Linked DNA regions of Rattus norvegicus: region 2 is linked to region 1. A link is a contact called in public Hi-C data. All regions are on one chromosome and are shown on one strand. Each heading gives the region's core, a stretch centred on a gene start, on an enhancer-like site or on the middle of the called end of the contact. The rest is flanking DNA. Distances are from core to core; before and after follow the strand shown. Region 1 overlaps Hormad2 (HORMA domain containing 2). Region 2 overlaps Hormad2 (HORMA domain containing 2).

Region 1 (3,545 bases), core at 62-2,561:
AAGTATCTGAGGCCCCCCAAGACTGCATCTGTACTTCAGTGCCCTCCAGATGTTTATGAGGCTGTCATTCAGCTTGCCTCTCCACTTGTGGAGAGGGGCTTGTATGGTTGGACACCCGGGACCAGGAAGATCAGTCTAGAACACTGAGTGAGACTTCACTGAAGGCTCAAGGCTATCACCCTGGCGTTATAACAGAAACAGCCTGATCCTGAATGGCCGGCCTATTTTCCAGGATGGCCTTTTGCGAAGGTCTTCCATGTAATACCAGGGCAATTGAGTACCAGGGCAGTTTCTCTGACTGTGCACAATTACCCTGACTGTGGGGTACGTGTAAGCCACCATCTCCTACAAGAAGGAATCTCCAGGAGGAACATGCCTTATCCCCAGCACTCTGGAGGTAGAGACAGTCAGATCTCTGAATTCTAGGTCAGCCTGGTCTGCATCCTGAGTTCTAGGACAGCTAGGTCTATTTAGAGAGACCCTGTGTAAAACACAAAACAAAACAAAACAAAACAAACAACCCCTGAAAACCTAAAAAACAACCAAGCCAAAACCAACCAAGCAAACAACACAGACATGAACACCTTTGAGGCTTCCACAAAGGAAAACCCTACCTGCAGGGCGCTGTCCAATCAGATACCATTGTATGAGCACATTTATTCTTTAGCTCCGCCCCAAGTCTCATGACTTCTGGATAGGAATTACACTTAACCATTGCATAGCCAAATCAACAACCAAATAACCAAATAAACAACCAAATAACCAAATAACCAAATAGATAGATAGATAGATAGATAGATAGATAGATAGATAGATAGACAGACAGACAGACAGACAGACAAATGTTTTAGACAAACAAAACACTGTCCCAGTGCTGCCCTTGTTTTCTATGGATATTGAAAATGGCATATTATGTTTCAGCAAGGACCTCAATACAGAAATCACAGTTAAAACATTCCCGCAGAAACAGACGAATACTTTCCAGAGTACAACTCAGGCATTCTCTCACATATGTAGAGGCTAGACTATTCTTGGGGCTTCCTTTAAAAAATATTCATTATATCTGAACATTGTTTTTGTTCTAAGAATCTGTGGAAGTCAATGACGTGGCAGTGGTGGTGATGGTGGCAGTAGTGGTGATGGTGATGGTGTTGGTAGTGGTGGTGGTGGTGGCAAACACCCTTTATCCCAGCACTTGGGAGGCAGAGGCAGATGGATCTCTCTGAGTTTGAGGCCAGCCTGGTCCACAGAGTGACTTCCATGGCACAGAGGGGGAAGAAGAAACCAGGAAAGGAATCTGTGGAAGTCACTGAAGATCTCAGACTGCTGGTTTGGAAACCATAAATCAATAACTTGTTGCGCTCAAAATGAGCTTCAATTTTACTAGAATTTTAAAAACCACAGCAGTTTAAACTTATCTCAAGGCAGCTTTGACAATGAGACCATTTCCAGCCTGTTTCTGGCAGACATGAGCTGGAGAGTGAAAGAACCTAGACACAGGAGGGACCTGCAGGAGGGGAAACGGAGGTGTGGTTTCCGGTGCCTGGCTTCAAAGGCTGGGGGCAACCCTGAGCCCAACCTATTTCTTTGTAGCTAGACTAATTTCTGTAAAGAGAGAGAAACCACTGAGCCAAAGTCAAACTTCCCCATACTTTAACAGTGCCCCAGTTTCCAGACCATCACCCTCTAATCTCTGTAATTGTGCTGGGGAGCAGGTGCATCCGGCGAGTGAAAGGCCGGCCCAGCACACTGCAGGGATCCAGCCTGGGCTAAGTTTCTTTGGATCTCCTCTCCCTTCGCCATCTCTCTCTTCCCCTCGTTTCTTCTCCTCCTTTCTCTCCCTTTCTCTGAGTTTTTTCATGCATTTGTTTTTATCCATTTTTTGACAGCTGGGGCAGAAATGAAAAACTAAAGGATTTATTTCCTTAGACAAATCTTCCACTGAATGAAAAGGAATGCCTCTTCCTAACCAGTTATGCAAATGAGCTAGCAATGCTGTGAAAACCAGCTCTATCATATGCTCACGTTTCTCAGCGCTTGATAACAGATGGAGAGCTCCCCCTGAACTCACATCAGAAACGCGAGGTACCCATTGGCGGTGAGACCGATGTTTAGATGAAAGGGGTGTGGGGGTGTTAGAAGACAGAGCCAGATCGCTGCAGACAGTGTCTAGATAGAATTAGGTTCCACACTTTAAAGAAGACTGTCAATATTAGGGTGCGTCTCTGATGACTGTAAATACAGACTGAGTGCTGAGTCCCCCTGCAAACCAAATGGTTTCCTTCTGAAACCCAGGCTACTCACTCTGTAAGTCACAGACCCTTAGAGATGTGGTGACATTCTCTGTGTCCTCACCACCTTATAAGACAGACAGCCCATCACAAAATCCTGACAGCCTGTGGAGCTCAGAGCTCTTCTGTCCTCTGTGCCAAACCGACCTCTTGCTGCTTCCACCAATTTGGTCTCAGATCTGCCCTCTGGAGAGACACAAAATAAACCTAATCCCTCTACTAGACACCAAATCCCTTTATGTGACTCCCTTAACAAAATATGGTGACTCAGGCTGCACATCAAGCATCTAATGAGACCAATTACCTTTCCCCTCCTGCTCCTTTTAGTGGCAGAGCAGGCTTACATGAATCCACTTTAATACGCAGGCGGGGAGAATCCAACCCCCTCTTCCCCCACAGTCCTGCCTTAGAGCTTCAGCTGATACTCAGCATTAGGTCCTCGGAAACAGGAGAATCCAGCAAAGGGCAGCGCTAGGCAGGCAGGCTACCCTGACTTTCCTCTGTTGTGTAGCACACTCTCCTCCTGCAGGCTAAGGGACACCTGGCCCAGAGACTCTTGTCAACTTCTGCGGCAGAATCCTGAGACTGTCCCCCAGATCTTGCCCCTGACAGTTTGATTAGTTCCAGTTAAGACATAATGTGTGATGGACACTCCAGGTACTAAGGGCCTCATTGACCTTACATTGGAGAAACACTAATTTAAGTGAAAAACAAAAAACTACAAAGTGCCTTGCAGGCCCAGTGAATGGATAAGGGGGCTTGCCGCCAAGCCTGAGGACCTAAGTTCACTCCTCAGAACCCACATGATGGGAGGGAAGAACCGACGTTAACAAGTTGTCCTTTGATTATCACACACGCATGTGAGACACACACACACACACACACACACAACACACACACACACACACACACACATTTAATATCTAACTTATCGATCTCATCCATTTAACTTCAGTTATTAAATCCCATGGTACATAAATCATAAACCAATTCTTTAAGTCATTTATTATTCATTTTACATTAATCATTAAGCCTATCAAAATTCTTCCAGAATATGGAGAGGACAAATAGCATCACCTGCAAGTTACAGACTGATAAAGGCAGGTATTTTGGGGAAAACACTCAACATAGGTCTTACAAGGGAACCAGGCCCCTGAACTGCATGTCAGCTTTTGGGATTGGCCAACAAAAGGGCCTGAGGCAGAGCTGAGGAGGTTTACAGGGAGGGCATCAGGACCTGCACGCTCCTCATCA
Region 2 (3,422 bases), core at 664-3,163, 72 kb after region 1:
CCCCTTGTGGCTATTTTGCCTTATAACTGATTTTTATGACCACACAGTGAAAATGTTAATAGTTTATTGATACATTAAAAAAAAAAAGAGTATGGGCACTGCTCTCAAGAAGCATGTCAACTAGCAAGGGGGACTAACATTAAGAAGATCACATGGCCGCACCGTTATACTCAGGGTCTGCTGTGAAGGAAGAGCACTCGGTGTCAGGACAACCTCAAGGAGGGACAACTTTAGCTACAGGACAGTCTGGAGCCAGGCAGGCCATGGGCACAGGGTCTGGACAGAGCTTTTTGTGCAAAGATATAGGGAACTGGCACCCTATAGAGTCTTCGCGCAGCCTGAGCAGTGAGGGAGGGTGGCTTAGAAAATCAGTAAGGACATTCAGGCCTGCTTGATCGTGCAAACGGCTTTGAATTCCTTTTTTAAATTCCTGGAAAATTCTTAGACATTAAGAATAACACGATCAGCGTTTGGTTTCTGAGCGAATGTCGTGTGGAACATGAGCAGGAATTGTGGGAGGTAAGAGCAGGAATAAGGGAAGTTACATAGCTCCTTCCGGTAAGAATTATTTAATATATGTGCTTACTTTAAAGAGTTCAATTGTACCATAAAATATAAAGCACCCAGAATTTCACAACTAGTAAGATGTTCTCCAACAGAACATCTTCCAAGGGCACTCGCTACTCCAAACTTGGTTTTACTTAAACTATCTTTTGTTTCTTTGGTTGGTTTTTGTGTGTGTGTGTGTGTGTGTGTGTGTGTGTGTGTGTGTGTGTGTGTGTGTAACGGTCCTGGCTGTCCTGGAACTCACTGCGTAGGCCACACTGGCCTGGAACTCACAGAGATCCACCTGCCTCTACTTCCTAAATGCTGGGATTAAAAGCTTGTGCCACCAGGGACATGCTTTTTTCTTCTCTTCCTTCTTTCCTCCCTTCTTTCCTTTCTTCCTGTCTCTTTCTTTAAACAAATAGGGTCTTGTCACATAGCCTGGATGGCCTTGATCATGGCTGTTAGCTGAGATTTATGGAGTTGCTCTTCTGAAGGATTCACAAAGCCTTTGCATAACCCAGTCCTAAGACATACCAGGCAAACCAGGAAGTCAACTGTGGCTGAGAACTGCTTAGGCAATCATCCTTCACACAACTCCTAGATCAGATAAGAGGTTCTGCTATGCGGAAATCAACTTGCTAAAAGTGCCTTTTGTGTAACGATAAAGAGCTTATGAAAAGTTCCAAGGTGTTCAGTCCTTCAGAGGCTGATCCATCCTGCTGCTGCCGCCCAGAAGCCTAAATTCATCCTGCAGTGCCTCCTTCTCAACCCAGACCACAGACAAGCAATGGTTTAGCAACAGTTACAACTGAACCCGTGTATAATTAGCAATCGTTAGCTCCCCTATGAGCAGCAATCTCCTCCTGCCATGGTCTAGAAGCCCTCCCCTGATTTGTTTTATCTTTGTATCCCTCTGTCCCCTGGGTCAAAATGGAATGAATGTGAATAACTGTTCGCCAAGGGTAGGAAGGAATGAGGGAACATATGACTACATTAAATAATTCAATGTAAAGCTTCTGCACCGCAACATTTCTTAAAGCAGAGCTGACAGGTAGGACACAGGAAAAGCGGAGGGGCAGAGTAGCAGCAATTTCTTTTAAATGCATCTCATCTCTCTGGCCAGGCCTTGACCCTTCATTTTTCTTGCTCTTCGTTCATGTCTACTGAAGCATGAGAGATCATGTGCACTTAAAATCTGGGCTGTGTTCTTTTAAAGCTCACAGTTAAACACAGGAGTTATAATTAACAAAGTAAAGCAGAGTAAAAATCCATTATTTAACTATTTCTTCTTTTCCACCTACACACTGATCAACACTATTTTGAACATGTTCAATGTGCTAACTACCAGATTCTTGTCTTCCTTAACCCACATCCTGTGGACCGTGTCCAGTGACTTCAGAGGAAATTCTGTGGTTAGAAGTGATATGCGTATATAAAAAAGGGGATGAAGCTTTCGTTTCTAGTTGATGTCAGGAAGACATCAGTGGGCGACACAGACAGACTAGAAGAGAATCAACAAACGAATACAAAGGCAGGCACTGCTATGCACTGCTATGCACTGCTATACACGGCTATACACGGCTATACACTGCTATACATGGCTATGCACAGCTATGCACTGCTATGCATGGCTATGCACAGCTATGCACTGCTATGCACTACTATGCACTGCTATACACTGCTATACACGGCTATGCACTGCTATACACGGCTATACACTGCTATACTGCTGAGCACTACAAAACAGAGTGGAGATGAGTCTTTAATCTTAAGGAAAATTTTCGAAAATCTTACGTATCTCTTTTCCAAAGCATCAAAACAACCTTGAATCCTGTCAAGAAATAATATCCAGTGTCACTATAGCCCATATGAACAGCCAAAAAAATAAATCCAAGTACGTAATTAGCTGCACTTCTATCTTGAAGCACATAAATTAGCAATCATTCTGCCTGTTCTGTCATCTTTTAGAACCCCAAGCATCTTTCCACACCTACAGAATATTACAAGTGACGGACAGGCCATTCTGAAGCGCAGAAGTGCGCTTTCATTCCCACCACCACGTGTTAGCAAACAGACAGGCGCGTGGTGAACAATTGCAGTCAGGACTTTTTTTTCTTTATATAAGTCCATTTTCTTCTAAAATTAAATTGATAGTTTAAAATAATAACGAATAATTGCTACAATTCCCAGGAAAGAAGACTAAGAAAAGCAGTTTAAGTAAATGATTTTACAAAATAGTTTTATGGGTAATTTCAGCCATGATATATGTTGTTCGGTTTTTTCAGAATTTACTTACCATTTAATAATATGTAATGACCCAGGACACTTTTTGTCTTCCCGGAGAATTTTTAAACTGAGGTCTAAAAAAAACAGAAACATCACTGTTATTCTGAAAAATCCACGCTCAATAGGGCATTTTCTTTAATTTATTTGTAAAATTTAGTTTTATGTTTTATATTTCTAACTTTGTTTTTGTTTTGTTTGTTATTGTGTTATTGTGGTTTCTCTGTGTAGCCCTAGTTGTCCGGAAACTTACTCCGTAGAATGGCTGGCCTTGGACTCAAGAGATCCATCTGCCTCTGCCTCCTTAGTGCTGGGATCAAAGGCGTGTCCACCACAGCCTGGCACACTTTGAATGTCTAAATACCCACTTTACACACGAATCCTATGTTGACAGTTACCTCAGTCCTTGTTTCGAAGTAGTGTATCAGACTCGCACTCTGGTTTCTTTTACTTATTTCCTTCTCTCTTACATAATCTACGGTGTCACTGAGGCCAAGTTAAACACATTCCCAATTTCATTCTTTATCATTTTCCCTCTTAATGAAAAAATATTAAACATAAATGCATACGTTATTCTCCAACATCTCTAT

The links. A called contact is a pair of places that touch in the nucleus more often than the background predicts.
Region 2: a contact with region 1 is called in a Hi-C map of the Rat2 cell line, with 3 times the contacts expected there. The contact joins two enhancer-like sites. A contact is called at or near these places in 3 of 12 Hi-C or Micro-C datasets (the Rat2 cell line, hepatocytes and mammary epithelial cells).

The regions. Positions count from the first base shown.
Region 1 is chr14:83,435,285-83,438,829 of GRCr8, forward strand. Hormad2 (HORMA domain containing 2) reads right to left here. Exons shown (of 11, transcript NM_001401619.1): 11 at 3,279-3,545. Among named protein-coding and RNA genes, the nearest start is that of Lif, 79 kb to the left of the region's middle. Within about 2 kb of position 1,312, at least 5 of the 93 cell types and tissues checked have an H3K27ac peak or open chromatin away from gene starts, as enhancers often do.
Region 2 is chr14:83,506,303-83,509,724 of GRCr8, forward strand. Hormad2 (HORMA domain containing 2) reads right to left here. Exons shown (of 11, transcript NM_001401619.1): 4 at 2,846-2,909; 5 at 2,344-2,380. Among named protein-coding and RNA genes, the nearest start is that of Hormad2, 15 kb to the right of the region's middle. Within about 2 kb of position 1,914, at least 7 of the 93 cell types and tissues checked have an H3K27ac peak or open chromatin away from gene starts, as enhancers often do.